Regions from separate parts of the Mus musculus genome. Here regions 1 and 2 are each linked to region 3. The links are chromatin contacts, called in public Hi-C and promoter capture Hi-C maps. All regions are on one chromosome and are shown on one strand. Each heading gives the region's core, a stretch centred on a gene start, on an enhancer-like site or on the middle of the called end of the contact. The rest is flanking DNA. Distances are from core to core; before and after follow the strand shown.

Region 1 (2,912 bases), core at 96-2,595, 750 kb before region 3:
AAACACCATTCCCCTCTTCAAACCAAAACAAACACACTCAGGGCTGCTGATTCAACATGAATCTGTGGAATGCAGGGAGATGTCTGGTGGGAGTACCCCCACTGCTTCCGGGTGGGCTCTGGCCTCAGAGTAGAAGACAGCGCCTCCTCTGTCTTCTACTGTCCGTTCCTCTAGGGGCAAGAGGAAGTCTCTGGACAGCTCCGAATGCCCAGCCTCTTCATCACCTCACTCTGCAATGCCAAGCCCTTGAGAAGTGTGGTCCAGCCTGGTTCTGCAGAGGGCGTGGCTGCTCTGGCCACAGGCTAAATGAGAGGGCTAATAGGGATTTGAACGCATATATTCTCGGTTCTCTTCAAGGAGGAGGGGAAGAGCGATGTAATAGGTGTTTAATATACAGAGTTCTCCTAGCCCGGGAAAGAAGCTAATGTTAGGTACTGGATTCTCAGGGTGCTGGGCAACAAAGACCCTACTTCCGAAGATGTCTGAAATGTGGAGCGGTCGCGTCTAGACAGGTTCTGGCCAGGTCAGCACTTGCCATGATTACTGCCCCCCTCCCCCCACCCCCTTCCTCCACTTGCCGCCAAGCCCCACAATCGGAGAACTGCCGTCTTACCCGCCCTCTTAATCCTGGCTCACAAGGAAAGGCCAGCAGCAGCAGGCCTGGAAGTCAGCGGGCCCAGGGCTCCAGTTTAGCTTAGGTCAGGTATCCGCGCACATACCCCTCTCTCTGCACCCCACCTCACCGCCGCCAGGCTGACTTACAGGTAGCGCTGTTGTCGCTCAGTCTGCCGATGGAGGGCGACCGAGTAGCCGAAGAGGCTACCGGGGTTCACCGCCTCCTTCACCACCAGGAATCGGGTGTCCAGGTTGAAGGCGAAGGCGACCCGGCCGCAAGCCGCCACCATCAAGGCCAGAGCGCGGAGCAGCCAGCCAGGGGCGCGGGGCACGCGGCAGGGGCCGGGGCCCATGGCTGCGGGCCGGGCCGTAAGGGGCCGGGCGAAATCGCTAGAGGGCTCAGCACCGGGAGTGATGAACGGTTCACCTGCTCCAGGCGCCACCAGAGGACACCCGAGCCCGCAGAGCCGCTGCACCGGTAGTCAGGCAATTTTTTACCCTAGTCCGGGTCACTTTCACGTCTGCTCCGGGTGCTTTTCCAATCCGTTTTCCAGATCCGTGGATCTACTCTCACGTTGGTTCGGTGGACGGGTCACCGTTCCGAGCTCCGAGCACCCCACACCCTAGATGGTCCCGGCCGCGCCCCCTTGGAGGTGTTAGCTCTTTGGACCTCGGCTAGGTGGAGGATTTAGAACGGCAAGCCCTCGATCACCAGGAGGGCAGGAGGGAGGGATCCTCCCCAGCGCGCCCCGCCTCCCCACCGCCCAGCCCCGCACCTCCCCACCTTGCGCGCCCAGTCCGGGCTCCGCTTTCCTTCCGGGGAAAGAGAAAAGGTCCCCGCTCGGCCGCCGCCTCTTAAAGGGGCAGCGCCGCCCCTCCCTCTCCATCTCTCCTATCGCGACTCCGCCCTCTCTCTCAGACACCTGTCGGGAACCCTTAAAGCCCGGATTTCCCCTTCCAGCGGAGAGCTTCTTCCTAGGAGCGTCGCCTTCGGTACAAGACGGATTGGACGGGCGGGGCCAGAGGTGGATTTGCTTGGCGCTTGCGGCGGCTGCTACTGGAAAGGCCGTTCAAGGCACCGCCAGCACCGCGATCCCCGCTGGACAAACCAGGCGTTGGCTCTTCGGAGAACGGTCGACTGTGTTCGGCTGCCTGGAATGCGGACCTCCGCAGTGATGTGAGTCCCTAAGAGGTGACTGCGGGTCTCCGGACTTAACTTCTTCGTGCTAAGTACACTCAATGTTATGTATGAAGGAGTATTTCTCCTGCCCACCCGCCTCCTCTCATCCTGTTCCCTGCTGGAAGCGGCTCCTCCGCAAAGCCAGACAGATATTTAGTGGTGGTGATGACAACCCATCAGAAATAATAATTAGCAAAGGGCAGCCTTTGTCTCGAAGCAGTGAATGGGACCTCAGCCCCCACAGGTGTGATGCTGGGTGGAGACAGGTGGGCTTGACTCAAAGATCTCACTATCCGAGGAAGAATTAGGGAACTCCAAGAGTGTATGGAATGTTGTTTTGGTCTAACTCAGATTTCCCCTAATGCAGAACAAGACTCATTTTCCCTGAGCATCGTTTTCTACATGTTTTTATAATTAAATAAGAACAGCACATGCAGCAGGCACTATGCTAACTGCTTTACAAATACTACTTTTTCAAGGCAATATACATGTATACAAGTATATATGTGTATACACACACATCTACACAACCACCAGTCTAAGGAAAAGGGAAAGCAGAAAATGAGCCCATCCAATGGGATTCTGCTCCGGTGTTTGAGGAACCAGCTCATTCTGTGTCTGATTCCCTATCTAGACATTGTGACCTTAGAAGGTACAATCATTTCCTCACAGCTGATCTTATCTCTTACACTCAAAGGTGCAGCCCTTAGAGACCAGGATGTCCTTTTGCTCATGACAATTACTGACAGTTTGTCGTTGCCACCACTATGTAAACCCAGGTCTGTACCTGTCTCTCTATTTACATATGGGAGCAGAGCTGTCTCTTCATCAGACACAGCCCTGGAGGGACCAGGGGGAGCAAGCAGCTTTCCCTGCATAAAGTAAGTTTGAGATCTTTGCAGCCCCATGTGGCCACATTGATGCAGGAGCAGCCCAGATGAGCCTGGAGTTAAATAGAAAGATGAGAAAGCAGAGGTGAGCCACCGGAAGGCGCGGGTCTACGATTATGAAATCCTTACACCAGTCATCAGGGAATTAGCTCTGCTTTTAAGATGAGAACACCAAGGCTCAAGGAAGTTACGCTATTCGGCTAAAGCCACAAAGCTAAGATTCTAAT
Region 2 (2,951 bases), core at 329-2,828, 560 kb before region 3:
ACAGGGGCTGGAGAGATGGCTCAGCAGTTAGGAACACCATCTGCTCTTCCAGAGGTCCTGAGTTCAATTCCCAGGAACCACACGGTGGCTCACAACCATCTGTAATGGGATTCGATGCCCTCTTCTGGTGTGTCTGAAGACAGAGTACCCACATACTTGAGAGAGAGGAGAGAGAGAGAGAGGAAGTCTGGGGGCTTCTCTGGGTTCCTCTCCTTTTCTCAAACTTCCTCAAACACATCTCTTTAAAGTCAGGTGCCATCAAGAAAAATATACACCAGGGTGGGTGTAATTCAAGAGAGTCAGGGCAGAGTGTGGAGGTCCAAATTATGGCCCCATCACTAAACTTCCCTCCTGTAGCGGAGAGAGGAGAGAGGAGGAGAGACTCCTCACAGACTAAAGTTAATCTATCTGTGCCTATGGTGGGAAGGCTACCTCCTATTCCAGAGCCCATGCTGGGATCCTCAGGCTAGCCTATAGCGAGTCTGACCTGCCTGTTTGCACATCTGTAAAAGATGTTCAGCCTGGCCTGAACCAGGGAATCTGCATTTTAGCATGTCCTAGTATTCTGAAACAACCCCTATTGCAGCGCACCACAGGTTTCTGGCGTTGAGGTTAGACACAGTGTCTTCTTCATCTTCCCATCCAGTCCCAATAATAGTAATAATAACAATAGTTAGCCAGACAAGCATGGGGACACTAGCCTAGCACTTGGGAGACAGGTAAATCTCTGAGTTCCAGGCCAGCCTTGTCTACAAAGCAAGTTCCTGGACAGCCATGACTACACAGAGAAACTCTTATCTCAAGAAAAAAAATAACATTAACAATAGTTAATGGACATTAAATATAGACATCCCACTCTGTGCTGAATGTCCCATGTGCACTATCTTATTTGTCCCCAGCCTTTGGTCCTAGGGCATAGAGGGGTTAAGTAATAGCCAGAGGATCACATAGCTATTCAACGATGATGCTACAGTTGACAGGATGGATGAACGGATGGCCAGGCCGAGAGGGAGGAGCTGAACAGAGAATGAGTTTGTAGTTTGTAGAAGAGTGTGATATGGAAGCACACAGGCTACAAGCAGAAGGGACAAGTGTGGTTCCGTGTTAGAAGGCCACGGAAAAAGTGGAAAATCACTGTGGGTCAGTAGCTGACATTGGGGTTCGGAAGCCATTTTTCTGGCAAATCTCATTTTCCACTTGTAAGAAGCCTCGTTTTTGTTTTTTTTTTAGGGCTGGCACTTTCCAGGGCAGGCAGTGTGTTCTCAGCACTGATGGAGAGAGAGGATGGGAAGAGTACAGAGAAAGAAGAGATGGGGTGGGAGTGGCCGATCAGCAGTGACAGACAGGAAGTGCAGGAAGGAAGCACCATACCGCCCTCTCTCTTCCCATGGGGGTTGTCATCCCTGGCAAGCTGTAACCTCCAGGTCCCACATACTGTGCCATTGTGCACCTGTCACAGGAGGGAACTCTGCCAAAGGGAAGGCTGGTATTGCATCAGTGTTAAGCCTTGGGATCAAATGTTGGGGTGGCAATGGGGAGGTCTAGGCTCCTGATGTCACTGGCTCTATCAGCCAAGGAGAGAGGCTGTCCCATGAAGCAGTGCAAAGGTGGGGTGAGGCATAGGAAGGAAGCAGAGAGTCTAGGACACATCTCAGCCACATACAAGTGGCCCCGTGGGGACCGGAGCCTGCTGGAGGAGGTGGCATCAGGCTGAGTGGGGCTCCCTGGACAGAGAGGCACCTGCTCACCATGTTGCCTCTCCTTGCCCTGCTTCTCCTGATCGGGCCATCAGTGTGCACTACAGCAGGAGACAGAGAGGAACTGGCTTTTGGTGCAGAGGCAGAGTCCTGGGTGACCGTGAACCTGAAGGTACCTTTCTGAGATGGTGACCCATGATGGAAGGCTGGGAGATTCCTTCTAAGGCAGCCAGGATAGCAGAGTGCATTCTCCTAAGCACTTTAATGGCAAGACAGACTGGCCAACTCTGCTGGATGGGGAGGGTCAAGCCTTGATCTGTCCAACTACCAGGGGAGCGTTTGGCTTATACACGTGAGAGCAACAATGTGTGCTGTATAGATGGAAACATTTAGTTAGCACCTACTGTGTTCCTGGTACTGTCCTAACTGCCTTATGAAAAGTAGCCTATTTCAACCTCATGGGGAAAATGTCATTGCTATCCCATTTCACAGATAAGAAAACCGAGGTACAGAGAGGTCACAGAGCTTCTTTAAAGTGAATTGCCTCAAAAGCACAGCTTCTACTTTAGCTAGGTTCTGGTTCTATGTATATTTGAATTGGAGATTGTTTTCCAGAATTTCTTTTCAAGTGACCAACTGGAACAGGATTGCTATTTTGCCTCATACAAGGAACTAACTGCCTTTGCCTCCTGACAAACACTGGTGTTTGACAATGGTAGCGTCTACCACCCTCCTGCATACTGTTACTGGGAAGAAACAGTTTTTAAGGAATTATTTATTTTATGTATATGAATACACTGTTGCTGTCTTCAGACACACCAGAAGATCCCATTATAGGTGGTTGTGAGCTACTATGTGATTGCTGGAAATTGAACTCAGGACCTCTGGAAGAGCAGTCAGTGCTCTTAACCACTAAGCCATGTTACCAGCCTGGAAGAAATCTTAAAGTTGGAGCCCCAACCCTACTCTGAGATCCAGTATCCCTGACCTGCGTGAAGACCCTGACCTTGGAGCTCCCAGTACCTCCTCGGGGAACCACTGGTAGTCAGGGAAGATTGAACTGGAGGGTAACAGGAACCTGTGTCCCCACAGTCCCAGGATGGAAAGGACACTGCTCAGTTTGGTGTATGGTGCTTAGCCATGTGAGGTCCCTGGAAGTTCTTAGAATTGAGAGGTTAGGGATGCAGCTCAGTTGGTGAAGGGCTTGTGTAGCATACATGAAGCCCCGGATCCAATCCCCACCACCACACAAAA
Region 3 (2,750 bases), core at 230-2,729:
GGATGGGAGCATGGATCCAGACATTCAAATCTTTCCAGCCATCTACCCACTCCCCTCAAGTACACCTAGGGCTGGTTTAAGAAAGGGCATAGTGGCACACATGCCTTTAATCCCAGCGCTCAGAAGGTAGAGGCAGGAACTCGGGAGTAGACCGTCATTCTGGACTATACAGCAAGGCCCATTACTAGCCTGGGCGACAGGAAACTGTCTCAAAGGGGGGGGGGGTCTGGGGGGCATTGGAGGGCCGAGAACAGATACAACACAGATGATGAAGGCTGTGTGAGCCTGTCTTTGAGAAGGGTGTGGAGATGAAACTGCTTCTTTAAGAGGAGGGATTGCAGGGTGTGGGGACTCGGGCCTTTAATCCATCAAATTGGACATGGAAGCAGGAGATTTAGGAGCTCAGGGTCGGGCCTAGAATAGGTAGCAACAAATTATAAGAGACCCACCCTCCCACCCCGACTCAAGATAAAAGGCCCAGGGCCTGAGCACCGCTAGGTAGAGCTAGGTAGAATAAACACCGGTAGCCCTTGGACTTCAGGAAAGAGGTGAAGGGGCGCTGGCGTGTTAGAGAGGGAGCAGGGGCAATGGAGACGTCGCCCTCAAAGATTTGGGCGGGTGGTCCATCGTATCGGCAACTTTTCTGCCAATCTGCCTTCTGCTGGTGGAAGCACGGAGCTCTGGTATTCAAAGCTAGAGGATGATAGGAGAGTTGAAGGTAGACCCAGGCCAGGGTGCACCTCCTCACCCACAGATCCTGTTCTGTGACTGAAGTGAGGTGTCCTTGTGTTCGAACTCTTGGACAAGTCTTTTCTCCTGGGTTCGTCGCACCGGTTCAGAAAGTGCAGGTTTCACCTCCTCTCTTTTAATCGTAATCTAGTGTTCTGAGGGGTGGGAAGGAAGGGAAAGCTCGCCAGAGAGGAAGAGCGGGAACTTGGGAGAAAGCGGGTTTTATTTGCACCACAGTGCTCAAGTGTCGGTTCTCCAACTCCGAGTTTAGGCGGTGCTGGATTGGGAGAGCTTTTCCATCGGCAAGCCCGAGTACCCGGTAATTTGGGGACAGGGTTCCGAGGACTCGGCAGGATGCCGCGACTCCTCCCGGAAGGGCAGAGGGCGAGCTCGGAGCACATGGAGGGAGGGCTGCTTGGCGGGCCGGTCACCCGGCTGTCCCGCGACAAGGAGGGAAGCCGGGCGGTGGAAGGGCTGCCTGCAGAGTCCTGGCGCCGAGCCCAGCAGGAGGCGGGCAGTGTGACACTGACTCACGCACGTGCCCACGCGCACGCAGAGGGTGCCCCGCACCCACGCTCCTCGGACGGGACGCGCCACGCTCCACCCGTCCCGCCCGCCCAGTCTCACGGCCGCTCGCGCGGCCTCCGGGACAGCCCGGAGGCGTGGCTCCCGGGCAGCCCGCCCCTTTGATGTGCGCCGGCGCCACGGTGATTGGCTGGGCGCTTGTGACGTGCGGGGACTGCGGTGGGCCCGGGTGCTGCGGCTGCCGCAGCGCCCGCCGCGGCTCGGGCTCTGGCTCCCCGGCATTTAAAGGGGACGCGGCGGCGGCCCCGAGGATGGGGGGCAGGTGGAAGGGACGGAGCAGAAGCACATCATCCACAGTCCCTCGGGGCTGGAGGGATTCGTGAGCCGGAGCTCAGAAATCCGGGGGTGGATAAGACCGCGTACCCCCCAAATCCCGTAAGCACCCCTTGCTCCATCCTGTCCCTAAATCCCTTAAGTAGCCCCCTTCCCACTACTTCCACTCCAAACTCAGCTGGGACAGACAGCGTGACCGCTGCTGCCCCGCATGAGTCTTGGGCTCCGGGAGGACCGCGATCTAAATGTTGGGGTGGGGGCTGTGTGTAGTTTGAGTGTGTTTCATGTGCTTGGTGGTGGGGTAGTCCCAGGGGCAGAGAACTGAACCCCCTCCTTTCCCAGGTTAATGGTACCCAGTGTCCCTTCATCTCCGGGGACTGTCATAGCTCCCCGCCACCCACAAGTCCTTCCTTCTCCCCGAGCTACGCACCCCCCGCCCGCATTAGAGCGAAGCGCCCGCCAGCTGGGGGTGTGCCAGAGTGCCTGCTTTCCAGTCACCTCTAAAAATATCTCTCCTGCTACCCCACCGGCAGCTGCCATCTCCCTGCCCCTACCCAGTAAGAATCACCTCTGCTTGTCCACCCCAGGCAGGGGACCCCAGAGGTGACGCCTAGTCCCAGATTCCTCACTGGCACCGGGGCGCAGACTAGCTAGGACAGGGAACATACAGAGCCTCCGGAGTTCAGGTAATTTCTTCAAGAGGCAGTAGAGATCCCTGAGTTTTAATCCTATTTCTGATGCTGTGTGATGTAAGCTGGACCTCTCTGCACCCCCTCCCTTGCCCATTACGGGTTAATGAACAAGAAAGGAGTTTGTGAAGTTGCGAGTGTTGGGGGCAGGAATCCTAGCTTAATTGTCAGATCTAATTTCTAGTGATGGGCATACTTATTCTTGAAGCAGAGAGGGCTTGACAGTTTTTAAGTGCTCACCCCCACTCTCAGTCTGCATGTTTCTTGTGGAAAACTCCCCAAACTTTCCTATGGGCTCTACCCTCTCCCCCATTAGGAGAATTTCAAGCTTAGACTTAAGTTAGTGCACACACACACACACACACACACACACCCCTACCCCGACTTCCCACAGATCTAACCTAAAAGTATTTGTATCAAAGGAGCAGGCAGGGGCTGTGATAGGGAATCAGGGCTGCAAACATTGATCTTAGA

The links. Promoter capture Hi-C pulls out the DNA fragments that hold promoters and counts their contacts. Hi-C and Micro-C count contacts between places; a contact is called where the count stands out from the background.
Region 1: a contact with region 3 is called in a promoter capture Hi-C map of liver, with 3 times the contacts expected there. The contact joins the promoter of Itga3 here to the promoter of Phospho1 in region 3. A contact is called at or near these places in 1 of 39 promoter capture datasets (liver) and 1 of 115 datasets of contacts at active chromatin or transcription factors (pancreatic cancer cells).
Region 2: a Hi-C map of natural killer cells shows a contact between it and region 3, with 11 times the contacts expected there. The contact joins the promoter of Tac4 here to the promoter of Phospho1 in region 3. A contact is called at or near these places in 1 of 39 promoter capture datasets (pre-B cells), 1 of 484 Hi-C or Micro-C datasets (natural killer cells) and 1 of 115 datasets of contacts at active chromatin or transcription factors (pancreatic cancer cells).

The regions. Positions count from the first base shown.
Region 1 is chr11:95,075,369-95,078,280 of GRCm38.p6, forward strand. It overlaps Itga3 (integrin alpha 3), which reads right to left and starts at 1,346. Exons shown (of 26, transcript NM_013565.3): 1 at 763-1,346. The coding sequence starts at 968.
Region 2 is chr11:95,259,951-95,262,901 of GRCm38.p6, forward strand. Tac4 (tachykinin 4) reads left to right here and starts at 1,579. Exons shown (of 4, transcript NM_053093.2): 1 at 1,579-1,869. The coding sequence starts at 1,750. Gm11515 (a long non-coding RNA gene) reads right to left here and starts at 13. Exons shown (of 3, transcript XR_388972.1): 1 at 1-13.
Region 3 is chr11:95,823,021-95,825,770 of GRCm38.p6, forward strand. Phospho1 (phosphatase, orphan 1) reads left to right here and starts at 1,480. Exons shown (of 3, transcript NM_153104.3): 1 at 1,480-1,689. It overlaps Gm38958 (predicted gene, 38958), which reads right to left and starts at 1,391. Exons shown (of 1, transcript NR_164195.1): 1 at 935-1,391.